Regions from separate parts of the Mus musculus genome. Here region 1 is linked to region 2. The links are chromatin contacts, called in public HiChIP or PLAC-seq maps. All regions are on one chromosome and are shown on one strand. Each heading gives the region's core, a stretch centred on a gene start, on an enhancer-like site or on the middle of the called end of the contact. The rest is flanking DNA. Distances are from core to core; before and after follow the strand shown. Region 1 overlaps Usp29 (ubiquitin specific peptidase 29). Region 2 overlaps Usp29 (ubiquitin specific peptidase 29).

The links. HiChIP or PLAC-seq counts read pairs in DNA pulled down with a chosen protein or histone mark.
Region 1: a contact with region 2 is called in a PDX1 HiChIP or PLAC-seq map of a beta-TC-6 cell line, with 7 times the contacts expected there. The contact joins two enhancer-like sites. A contact is called at or near these places in 3 of 484 Hi-C or Micro-C datasets (the N1E-115 cell line, cerebral cortex and nephron progenitors), 4 of 115 datasets of contacts at active chromatin or transcription factors (a beta-TC-6 cell line, embryonic fibroblasts, extraembryonic endoderm stem cells and 1 more) and 1 of 9 other capture datasets (embryonic stem cells).

Annotation. Positions count from the first base shown.
Region 1 is chr7:6,933,436-6,939,592 of GRCm38.p6, forward strand. All of the region lies in intron 5 of Usp29 (ubiquitin specific peptidase 29), which reads left to right. Among named protein-coding and RNA genes, the nearest start is that of Zim3, 40 kb to the right of the region's middle. Within about 2 kb of position 1,501, at least 31 of the 459 cell types and tissues checked have an H3K27ac peak or open chromatin away from gene starts, as enhancers often do.
Region 2 is chr7:6,781,741-6,788,167 of GRCm38.p6, forward strand. The region is part of intron 2 of Usp29 (ubiquitin specific peptidase 29); the gene reads left to right. Among named protein-coding and RNA genes, the nearest start is that of Mir3099, 19 kb to the right of the region's middle. Within about 2 kb of position 3,066, at least 59 of the 459 cell types and tissues checked have an H3K27ac peak or open chromatin away from gene starts, as enhancers often do.

The DNA.
Region 1 (6,157 bases), core at 251-2,750, 150 kb after region 2:
TTACCTGTTGACTCACTTCCTTGCAAGCGACTTTACTGTTGACCCATTTCACTGGGACCGCAGTTTTAACTTGTTTTTGAGACTGTCTCAGGTAGCCCAGACTGCCCTGGAGTCTAGACTTTAGTTAAGGAAGATTTTCATCTCCCAAACTTCCTGCTTCCTTCACTGGGACACGTTTACACTTTTAGGAGACCACTCAGGTCTCCCATATGGAAAAACTTAAGTGCTAAGAAAAGTTTCCAAAGATACAACTTTTCCAACCGCACCCTTCTCCATTTCCAAATTGGGTGAATTTAAAGGACATCTTACAGCCAGGTAAAATAAGCAAGATACAGTGACATGATGTCACTTACTGGCAGGATCTAAAAACATGGACTCATTGGAGCAGACAAATGGTAGCTACCACAGCCTGGGTTTGGGGGTGATGGGGGTTAAGGAAATTGATCAAAACCTCAAATCTGCTGGGCATGGTGGCACACGCCTTTAATCCCAGCACTCGGGAGGCAGACGCAGCCAGATTTCTGAGTTCAAGGCCAGCCTGGTCTACAAAGTGAGTTCCAGGACAGCCAGGGCTATACAGAGAAACCCTGTCTGGAAACAACAACAAAACAAAACAAAAACAAAAACAAAAACAAAAACAAAAAAAACCAACCAAACCAAAAAAAAAAAAAAAAAAAAAAGAAAAGAAAGAAAGAAAGAAAGAAAGAAAGGAAGGAAGGAAGGAAGGAAGGAAGGAGGTGAGGTGTGAGGTAGAATCTCAGGGTTGTTTTGATTTGCATTTCCCTGATGATTAAGGATGCTGAACCCAAAAAAACAAACAAACAAACAAACAAAAAACCCAAAAATGGTTCCACTTTTTCTGGGTGTGGTGGCGCATGCCTTTAATCCCAGCATTTGGGAGGCAGAGGCAGGCCGATTTCTGAGTTCGAGGCCAGCCTGGTCTACAAAGTGAGTTCCAGGATATCCAGGGCTACACAGAGAAACCCTGTCCTGAAAAACCAAAAAAAAAAAAAAAAAAAGAGAGAGACAATGGGGACTAGAGAGATGGCTCATTGGTTAAGAGCAATGACTGCCCTTCCAGAGGACTCGGGTTCAATTCTAAGCACCCACATGGTAACTCACAGTTGAGATGGGTCAGTGGTTAAGAACACTGACTGCCCTTCTAAGAGGGGTTCAGTTCCTAGCACCTACATGACAGCTCACAATTGTCCCTAACTCTAAGATCTGACATCCTCACACAGAAATACATGTAGGCAAAACACCATAAAATTAAAATGCATAAATTATTTTTAAAACTACATGATAACAATAAATGTAATTCTAAAATATTTTTAAAGGTACTATGCCCACCAGAGGGATATATGGCAAAGTTACAGTGGAGCAGCAGGAACAGGAGAAAAACATGGTCGTTAGTGAATTACACTGTGCAAATACAGAGCCTGGGCTTGTGGAGAGAAGGCAGCCAGAGTGTTTACCATTTCCCTGGCAGCCAAAAGAAAGCTCTACTCTCAAATCAGCAGCGGAATTTTCCACTGAGCTAAAGGCCAGGCTTCATTCCGGGAGTTATATACCTCCCTGTGTAATTAAGGACGGAAAAGGTCTCGTTTAGACATAAAACAATGTGGACAGTCTTCTGAGACTGTCTGTTTAAAGTCACATCTGTCTAAAGAGCCATCTGGCTTGCAAATTTCCCCTTGATTGTATCCTTCATTTTCATCCAAATTTTGAGAGCTGACAACATTGAATTTTATAATTTGCAGGCTTTATTGCTTCAGGGTGGGAGGGTTGGGAGGGTGAGACAGGGTGAGGGTCTCACTTGGAGCCAAGGTTGGCCTGGAATGATGTGGCCTAGGTTGGCTTTGAACTCTCAAGATCCTCTTACCTCAGCCCTGTAAGGCTGGAGTTTCTAGGTGTGAGCCACCATGCCTGGCAATTTAATTCTTAAGAAGTGTTTATCAGTGTCTGGTAAAAAAATCAGTGTTTAGTGGGATAGTTTATGGAGTTTACTTCTTTGATACAGTTTTAACTAAAAAAGAAGCATTTTATATTATAATTTTGAGTTCTTTTTTAATCATTATCACCATTACTAGGTTTAGGAGTTGGAGATGTTTTTGTTGTTGTCCTTGTCTTGAAACAAAGTATCACTATGGAGATGCAGCTAGCCTCAAACTCTTGAGATCTGCCTCCCTCTGCCTCCTGAGTGCAGTGAGCACCACCACCAAGGCTATTTGGGATTTTGAAAAGATGTGGTTCTACAAAGTCCACGCTTGCTTACAACATCAAATCCAGAATGAAATCTGGCAAAAACAAAACAAACAAGAGCCGGGTGGTGGTGGTGCACACCTTTAATCCCAGCACTTAGGAGGCAGAGACAGGCAGATTTCTGAGTTTGAGGCCAGCCTGGTCTACAAAGTGAGTTCCAGGGCAGCCAGGGCTATACAAAGAAACCCTGTCTCGAAAAACTAAAAAACAAAACAAAACAAACAAACAAACAAACAAAAAAAGAAACAAAGGGAGGGGGAGGCAGGCAACTCTTTGTGAGTTTGAGGCCAGCCTGGTCTACAGAGTGAGTTCCAGGACAGCCAGGGCTACACAGAAACAAAACAAAACAAAACAAAACAAAACAAAACAAAACAAAACAAAACACCTTCTCCAGATCAGTTCACACAAATTGTAACTCTTTGTTTTGTCTGTCTGTTTGTTTGTTTGTTTTTTCCTGATGTACTCCCACAGTTAGCTATTTTGTGGCTTCTTTCTTCTTCCAACAACCTTGTATCTTCATGGGAGTCGCCCCGGTGTCTTTGGCACAGAGCAGACTTCTTTAGTGTTTGGTACCAATATCCACACCTGATCTCTGCTCTGCAGTTTGCTCGCCATTCGAACACAAAGTCTTAGAAGATGGGGTTTGAAATCCACAGTATTTGGCAGGATTGCCCGAATTGGAGAAACTCAATGAACTTTTTTGTTTTTTTTGTTTTTTGTTTTTTGTTCTTTTTTAATTCTTAGGTTTTGTTTCCCAAGTACTGGGAGTTGAGCATAGAACCTGTGCTTAGAGGAAAGTGCTGCAGCCACAAGCTGCATTCTAGATTCATTTTCATTTTTGAGGTAAGGTCTCATATAGCTTGATTTTATTTTATTTTTTATTTTTTTGGTTTGGTTGGATTTTTGCTTTGTTTTGAGACAAGGTCTTACCACCTAATCCTAGCTAGCCTTGAATCCATTACGTAAATCAGGCTGACCTTGAACTCAAAGAGACCTACCTGCCTCTGCTTTCTCATTACTAGGCATAAATGGGCATGCCGCCACATCTAGCTACGGGGATAAGCTGGTTTGGAATTCCACAAGTAGCTAAGGATGGCCTCAAATTCCTCCTTCCAACTCTTAAGTGAAGTTGAACTATAAGAATTATATATATTTACAGTACACAACATGGATGCTCTGATATATGTGTCAATCAAACTATTGACAAACCATCCCCTCTCCATGGTGAGAACATTTAAGATCTGTCCTAGTGACTTCCAAGTAACATTACCATTAAATTGAATTGTTACACTGTCCGAAAGAACATGCAAAAGAAGAAATGGGAGCCCAGAAGCCAAAAAAAACCTCCACCCAATGACACACAGGCCGGTGTGAGATGCAGCCAGAGTATAAACTCAAATCCTCACGCCCTTGCTCTCCAGCCCTGCTGCTGTGCTGGCCTCCTGACACTTGATAGGTAAGTGCAGTCTGCTCCCCGGCTGCCTCCTTCTCGAAGCTCATCTATCCTTGTCCCTGTAGGGTAAATGCTTTGAAATATTTTAGAGCAACTGCAGCAACATCTTAAGAGGCCCGATTTCCCTAGTCATGCTCAAACTGTTTTCATCAATATCCTATGTGCGCCACCTGCTGGCCGATGACTGCAGTTACTGATGAACGGCCTTAAGGCTCTAGAATGTTCCAAAAATTCGATGAACGCAGAAGTCCCAGCACTGAGGACGGGTCTGTGTAGCAGGTTCTAGGGAAGCCTATGTTACATGAGAACCTCTCTAAAAAGTCAAATAAGCTGGGAATGTGGATCATTTGATAGATTGCGTGCCTAAAAAGTGCAAAGCCCTGGGTTCAATTCCCAACAAGGCCTAATCCAATCCTGGGGAAGGAAGAAAAGAAAGAAAGAAAAGAAAAGAAGGAAGGGAGGGAGGGAGGGAGGGAGGGAGGGAGAGGGGGGGAGAAGAGAGACAGAGACAGAGAGAGACAGAGAGAGCCAAGGTCATCCTCAGCTACAGTGAGTTTGAGGGCAGCCTAGCTCAGACTAAATGAGACCCGGTCTCAAAACAAAACATCAAAGAAGTTCCCTGGGTACAGTATACACCCATACCTTTTTAAAAATTCCTCTCCTTCCCAGGTTTAAACATAAACAATGCCTTGTTTTGTATTTTCAATACAGGGTTTCTCTGTGTAGACCTGGCTGTCCTGGAATTCACTCTGTAGACTAGGCTGGCCTTGAACTCAGAGATTTGCCTGTCTCTACCTCTCAAGTACTGGGTTTTAAGGCCACCACTGCAGAGCTATTAGACATAAACAATGTCAACCAGTACTCCAAAGGTCCCAATGACAAACCAAGATAACATATCACCGAAGTTTATTGGGCTTGCTTGCTTGCAGAGCATAGGTGAGGGTTGTCCATAGGGACGTGGATGCAGAGACGAAGGTCCTATGTGTTCCAGCCCCTCCCTTAGGTCACATATACTCTGGAGAGAGTCCTGTGATGCTTCCCACCCCTCCAATGAGAAGAAGAAAAACTGTCAAGGGGGCCCCTTTTGCATGGTGGTGGCTGCTGAACTCCCCATGATGGCAGTGGCTCGGCTCAGAGGCTAGACACACGCACTGCTCTCCCGAAGTCATTCCTCTGTGTACTTCTGTCTTCTGATCTCTTGGGTCGCCAGCATGCTGGATGTGGGCCTAATCCTAATTCTGACAACACAGGATTTGGGCAGCTGGGGGAGTGCAGACAGTTTGAAGGGGCTCTGGCCAGTGTGGTGAGTGCAGCTCTGGCAAGCCTTGCCCTTCTCCTCCATTCCCTCTGCCTTGCTAAAACCCCTTAGACTACATTCCTAAAGCTAGCCTCCAAGGTCTAGTCCCTTATTTGGCCACTTGCTCCTCCCTAGTCTGACTACCAAGGTCCAGCTATCAAAGTATTAAAGTCCAGCAGTCAAAAGCCCCCTTTGGCTCACCTAATAAACATGCCCAATTAAAATTAAACACCTCATCCTAGCACAGGGTTTCCCCTTTACCTTTATAAACTGTCATGCTCCTCGGTGCCACGTCTGTTTCCTTCAGAGGCAGTCCTTTGTTCCATTGTCCTTTGGGACAAATATCCCTATAACCTCTCCCTTCTTCCCCATCCTCTGCCTCCTGTGTCTCTCTTACTTCCCTGCTCCTTTGTGCTTAGAACTTGGTCTTGGGGGTCCCGAGATGATGCTTTTCCTTTCAGTAGCCATCCATCTCTCAATGGTCTGGTTACACAGTGCCTCTTGGGAGATGTCTTAACCTGACCCCAAACTCAGCCTGAGACATCTCCCCTAACACCTGCTGACTTGGCCCAGCTCCCTCCTCAGCCCCAGAAGTAGCACCAGATTCTCATTTTAAATACATTCCAGGGTCTACAGACAGATGTGCTGAGAGGAGGATTTGAGGAGAAATATCCTTTGTTAATGTCGTCCGCTCACCATGGGAGAGACTGGGATAGGGATCCAACAATGACCTGTAGACGTGAGTTTCTTCATTTGGAAGGCTGTAGCTGTCTGGTATGGTGGCACATGCCTTTAATCTCCACACTCAGGACCAGGTGGATTTCTGTACATTTGAGGCCATCTTGATCTAAGTAATAGCGACTTCCAGGGCTACACATGAGACCCCCCGCCCCCCACCACCACCTGGCCTCAAGTACCAGGCACACATACATATATGCACGCAAATACTCATACACATAAAATTAAAATAAAATAAAGAAAGTTTTGTTTTGTTTTTAAGAATCAACTAATCAAGGTTCATAGGGGCTACAGAGACTGACGTGGCAGTCAAACAACCTCTATGGGTCTGCACTGGGCCCTCTACATATATGTTATGGTCGTGTAGCTTGGTGTTCTTGCGGAACGCTTGAAGATGGGAGTCAGGG
Region 2 (6,427 bases), core at 1,816-4,315:
CCAGGTTCCAGATGGGAGAAAGACTTTAATCCCCAGCTTCAAGGCTGTTTGGCAAAACTCACTCTGGAGCCCCTGCCTGGGCCGGTGTTCGTTTGCTGTGACCCTCCGGTGCTGCCATTTTGTGACATTCTGTTTCTGGTGTTTAAAATTCAATCCTTGCAAACTAGGGAGGTAGGCTCTGTCAGTGACGCTTGCTACACAACAGGAGCACTCAAGTTCGGATCTCCGGTCTCCATGTAAAAAATCAGAGCACTGCAGAGCATGTCTGAAATCCCAGCCCTGGGAGGCAGGGAGCCTAAAAGATGAGCTCCGGGTTCAATAAGACCTGTTTCAAAAAATATGTTGGAGATGGAGATGTCTTGATAGCGACCTCTGACCTCCACACACACACACCATTGGATCCTTACAAGTCGATTTCGGTGACACAGGAGTTAGTAAAATGGAACCGCTACCTTATGTTACTATGAAAAGAACACGGCAGGGCTGGGAGGTGCCTCAGTACTTGCCTTGTAAGATCAAGGAGCAGATCCTAACGATGGGTGGGTGTGACAGCCCAATTGTAAATTCAGACTCAGAAAGTACAGAAAAAGGATCCCCAGAGCAAGCTGGCTAGTAACTCTAGCCATGTTGGTGAGCTCTGGGTTTGACTGGGAGACCCTGTCTAGATGATTAAAGGGGAAAATGAATGGATGAAGACTGACAGCAGCCTAAGACTCCACATGCATGCATAGCCACAAATATGCGCCTTAACGTGTGTGCCCACACATATACTAGCATGCAGACACACACACACACACACACACACGGTTTTGAAGAATGTATAAATCAAAGTTATTACAATACAGCTTAACTTTTATTGACCTCCTAAATTACAATGGCAGCAAAGGCAGAAATTCTGAGGGTGGCGTAAGAGTCCATCTCACACAGAGAGAAGGGGGACTAAGGGTGGCATCTCAGACACAACCCAGGTGTCCATCAGAAGTGATTAAAGAAATAAGATGTCATTTGCATGTACTAGGGGCTATTACTCAGTCTTACAAAGGATGGCAATTTTGACACATGCTACCATATAGATGGAACTTGAAGACATTTTGCTGTGTGAAATAAGCAAGACACAAAAGGGCACATGTTGTGTGGTTCCATTTTCATAAGGTTCCTCCTCCTCCCTGTTGCCCCCTCCCCCAAATACTCAGATACACAGGGTGGAAAGTAAGATGGTGGCTGCCAGGGGGCTGGCTGGTGGAGAGTCATTGCTTAGTAGATTCTAAAGCCTTTTGCTTTGCTTTAGACCGAGTCTCATACAGCCCAGTGGGATCCTGAACTCTTGATCCTCTTACTCCTACCTCCCCAGTGCTGAGACAACAGGCATGAGCCATCTTACCTGGCTTATGTGATACTGGATACCGAACCCAGGATTTCCTTTGTGAGCTCTGAAATCACTCTACCAATTAGGTTCTATATCCCCACCCCAGAGTTTCAGTTTTGCAAAATGAAAAGTGCTCCAGAGATGGATGCTGGTGGTGTTTGCACACTGCACAGATACATCGCATGCCACCAAGAAATGTTAAAAATGGGGGACTTGAGGCTGACAAGATGAATTGGGCAGCCAATGAAGACGCTTGCCACCAAGGGACAGCCCGCGTCCCATCCCTGGGATTTATATAGTGGAAAGAGAGCAAATGCGCTCTCAACTACAACTGAACCTGGCTCTCCATCTCAATGTGGTCGACTTTGACAAACAGCCAGGTATCCTTCACCACGGTCTATCAAGGCAGTGAGCACAGCCTTTGGTCTCAAACACTTCTGATTCTCTTTCTCATCTTCCCTCTTGTACCGCTTCACATTGCTACACATCTGCTTTGTGTCATTATATTTAGTTTTAATTTCCAGAATTTTATATACTTGAAACTGTATAGAGTGTTCTCTTCCCACTCCCCAGCCTCTTTTGTTTTATGTAGTTATTTTTAGGTAATTAAATTTTGTTCCCAAAGTCAGTCACCCATTCATCTCTGTGGCTGCATAGTGCTCCTTTATGTAAGCCCATCATAATGTATTTATCCACCTATCTGTCTGTGGACTTTTGGGTTATTGCTGGGGTTTGCTATTATGTACAAAGCTGACATAAATATTCATGTACAAGTGTGTAGAGATCTTTCCATCTTTCTTGGGTAAATATCTAGGTCTAAAGTGTCTGGAACTCGTGGCGTGTGCGTGTGTACTGACACCCCTTTTCATGGTTTGGTTTGGAGGACAGTGTGTTGAATAATATTTTAATATAAGCATAGTATGAATTGCACATTCATTTGTTGTTTACCTGAAATTCAAATTTAACTGGGTGTCCTGTGTTTTTGTTTGCTAAGTCTGGCAAATTGACCCCTCCTTGCTTTTCTGAACTGTATGCTCCAATAACAACCATGCAGAGTTCTTTACCAACTCCACAGCCTATCTTACACTTCTTTATTTTTTAAAAATCTATTTATTTATGGACATGTGTGTGTGTGTGTGTGTGTGTGTGTGTGTATGCCTCAGTGTACATATGAAGGTAAAGGACAAATCTCTCTCCTTCCCACTATTTGGGTCCCAGGGATCCAGCTCGGGTCATTAGGCTTGGTGGCGAGTATTTACCCGTTGAGCCATCTCATTAGCCCCACCCCATACTTAAGCTTCAGCTCTCACCCCTTGCTCTAACTCATTAACCAGAGTCTTTAGGACAAAGCTGCTTCTTACAATCTTGTGTAATTTACTGAGCCCTTTACTCATTTCCTGCCCCTCTGCCCTCTGGGCCCCCAGTACAATGTCAGGAATTTTGATAGCTTGCTCAGTGTTTACCCCCAAGATTTAGATCAGCTCCGGTTGCATTAGTAGACCCTCACAGGCTATTCTGAGGGAAAAAAAAAGAAAGAAAGAAAAAGAAAATTTAAATTCTCCACTTCCTCTGGCTACACTGAATCCCACAGCTTTTGCTGATAGTTTTAAACCAAGGACAAACAGCACAACCAAGACAAGATCCTATGTGTGCACGTGTGTGCAGGCAGCTGCATCCAAGGACATGATTAGCCGTTAAGCCCCCTCTGGATCCATGCATCCCTTGTTCAGCACATTCTCTTCCCAGCAAAAAGGCTGGAGCCCCAACGGTGTTGTGTAATTCCCACCACACCCCAAGGGAGATGGAGCCTCTGATCAGTGCAGTTTATGGAGGAAGGATTTGAAGCCCCCCCGGGGCTGTAAGGGAACAAATCAAGGTTAGACAAGAGGTTGGCTTTGTGCTGGAGAATGGATAGTAACCAGGACTGGAATTAGCAATCAAGACAGAAGTCCGTAGAGGGCTGGGGAGAGATAGAAGCAGTGAGCTGACAATACGATCTCATCTTGCCTAAAGTTCTTCATCTGCCAATGCTATAAGGCATCTGTGAAGAGAACTATGTGGACTAAAGTTGGTGCACAATGGTGGTTGTTGAGCTGTGCTCATAGCTGAGCTATGACTGAGGCAGCTTTCATGAGAAAAAAGAGACAGTGACCTTGCATACCCTTTATAGAATGCCTAAGTGCTTTAAAATATATATATGTATATATATAAACTTTCAAATTATGTGTGTACATGTGTCTGTGTGGATGTTTGTATAGGTACTCATGGAAGCTGGGAGTGTTGGATCCCCTAGAGTTGGAGTTTAGGCTGTCATGAGCCACCTATAGTATAAGCAATGGGAACTGAACTCAAGTCCTCTGCAAGAGCAACACACACTGTTAGCCACTGAGCCATCTCTCCAGCCCCAGAATGGTTAAGTTCTTGTCTAAGAACTGTTAGTTTAGATTTATCTCAACATGTGCTCCAGAAAACCCTAGCATGATGGAAGTCAATAAGGGCCTTTTTGTTCCTCTATAACTGAGGATGGGCCTTTGTTTACCTCATTTAAGGTGATGTTGTCTTCCTAACTGGCACAGGGTGAAGGCATCACACCACAGTCTAGGAAGCAAGAAGAGAGGGAAAATTGCCTGAACTGAAAACGTGCTTTTTTCTCAATAATAGATGGCAAGTTATCTCTCTCTCTCTCTCTCTCTCTCTCTCTCTCTCTCTCTCTCTCTCTCTCTCTCTCTCTCCTTGACTAAACTGGCTCCCCTGCACTATTCACATAGCTGTAACTATGCATAGTACTATCTTGATCAAAATTAGGATTTGTCAGAATTTTTAAGAGAATAATTATACAATGGAAATCCAAAGTAACACAGTTGAGTAAACAAGTAAAAGCAGTGAGTTCAGTGTGACATGCAGAAGAGAGAACAAAAATGTCTGAATATTAGGGGACAAGGAAGGACTGGACGCACCATGGTGGACAGGAGTTAGAGGACAGAATGTAAAGTTGCTGTTTTTCTAGTTCTAACTCTGTCATAGACTTCCCATTTTGGGGTGTTGGTGTTGGTGGTGGATAAGTGCATAAGAATGTATTTCATAGTGAAACTGTAAGAGCCAGTGTGAGATCCATAGCTTCGGAATGGGTATTGAAACTGTGCAGAAATTCATTGAGAAGGATTGACTTTGAGTCTGGTTAATTTTGGTGTGTAATGTTTTTGTTCTAAGTTTTTAACAGTAACATTAATTTGATTATTAAAAAGTATGCCTGGTGCTAGAGGGATGGCTCAGTGGTTAAGACCACTTATTACTCTTCCAGAAGACGTGGGTTCAATTCCCAGCTCTCAACCTGGAGGCTCACAACTACCTATAATTCCAATTCCAGGAGATCCAATGCCTTTTTCTGCACTCCTCAGGTACCATTCATAAACTTAGTGCACAGACATAGATTCAGGCAAAACATCCACACACATAAAAACTTGTATCTTATTATTATGTGTATGTGATGTATATATGTTTATTTGGGCACACAATAGTCATAACACACATGTAAAGGTCAGAAGACAATTTTGGGGAGCTGGTTCCTTACTTCCACTATGGGTGCCAGGGATCCACTTTTACCAAACGAGGCATCTCTCCATCCCCCATGTTGCTTTGTCAAGCTAACAGTAATGTCTTGGAGATTGTCCTATGTGAGTCCTTCACAAAGCAGACATCATACCGTATCAGCTGCATAAGAGGTTGCCTTTAGGAACCAGACCTGGTGGCACATGTCTGAATCCTAGAGGTTGAAGCCAGACAATCCAGAGTTAGAAAACCATATCAAACTCAAAACAAACAATGACAGCAGCCATAATAAAGAGGCGCAGCAAGACACTTCATCTGGTAAAAGTGTTTGCTGCCAAGCCTGATGCTTGAGTTGGAGCCCTAGAACTTAATCTGAATCAACCTTCCCCTGACACCCATGGTGTCCTTTGATACTGTGAGTATCCTGCCAGGCACAGAGCACCGGACTTTAGCTATTTCCCCAGGGCATAGCATGACCATCCCATCACAAAGTAGAGTGGCTATGCTGACCAAATAAGACCTGTCTAGGAGTCATGACAGAACAATACACCTGATAACTAGATTATGATAAGGGCAATGAGCCTACCGGACATCCTCTCCACAGAAGAGGAAGAGGGTCATAAATCTCTCCCTTGAAATTCCAGTTACCACTCTCCCCTGTCTTGGAAGCCACTAGAGTACAAAGACATGAAAGGCTGGCTCAGAGATTGGAGCTCTTCAATAGTGTAGCTTTTGTGACTTGCCTCTCATCCTAGGTTGTGACATTCAGGTAGGGTAGCCTCGTGGAAGTTCAAGGTCATCTCAGCTACATAGTGTCTTCAAGTGAGTTTGGCTAGCTTGAGCTACATGTGGCCCAGTCTCTAAAAAAATAAAAATATTAATAATAACAATGATGATGATGGCAGCCCAGGGAGCTGGCTCAGTGACTCAAGAACATACCACAAGGGTGAGGACCAGAGTCTGGGAACTCCAGAACCCATGTAAGTTTTGAGTATGGCTGCCCACCTATAATTCTAACACCCCAAAGACAGTGATGAGATCTCCAGAACTAGCTGGCTTAAAGAACTCCAAGTCCAACTGAAAGAGGGGGGGTGGGGAGAGGGAGAGAGAAGGAGAGAATATGAGACTCCACCTCAATGAATACAGTAGAGACTGATGGAGGAAGACTCCGGATGCCAATCTCTAGCATGTACATGTATGCATGTGCACACATTCATGCAGAATAAAATAATATAAGTACATTGGGTTCCCAAGCTAGACTCTGTCAGGTCTCTCTCCCTTCCACCCCTCTGGAGAATAGGCATTTCGTTATGTGTCTATTCCACAGTACCATAGGAGTTACCGCATACATTGGACTTCTCCCCAATACCTATCATAGACATCCCACACACACATTCTATCAATCACAAGATGGGGACTCTGAGAAAAGCAAGTCCTGAACATCACACATCTCCCAAGTGGAGGGGAATGAACTCCAGTGAAGGGTGGGTGGATTGGAAAGTTGGCCCCAAA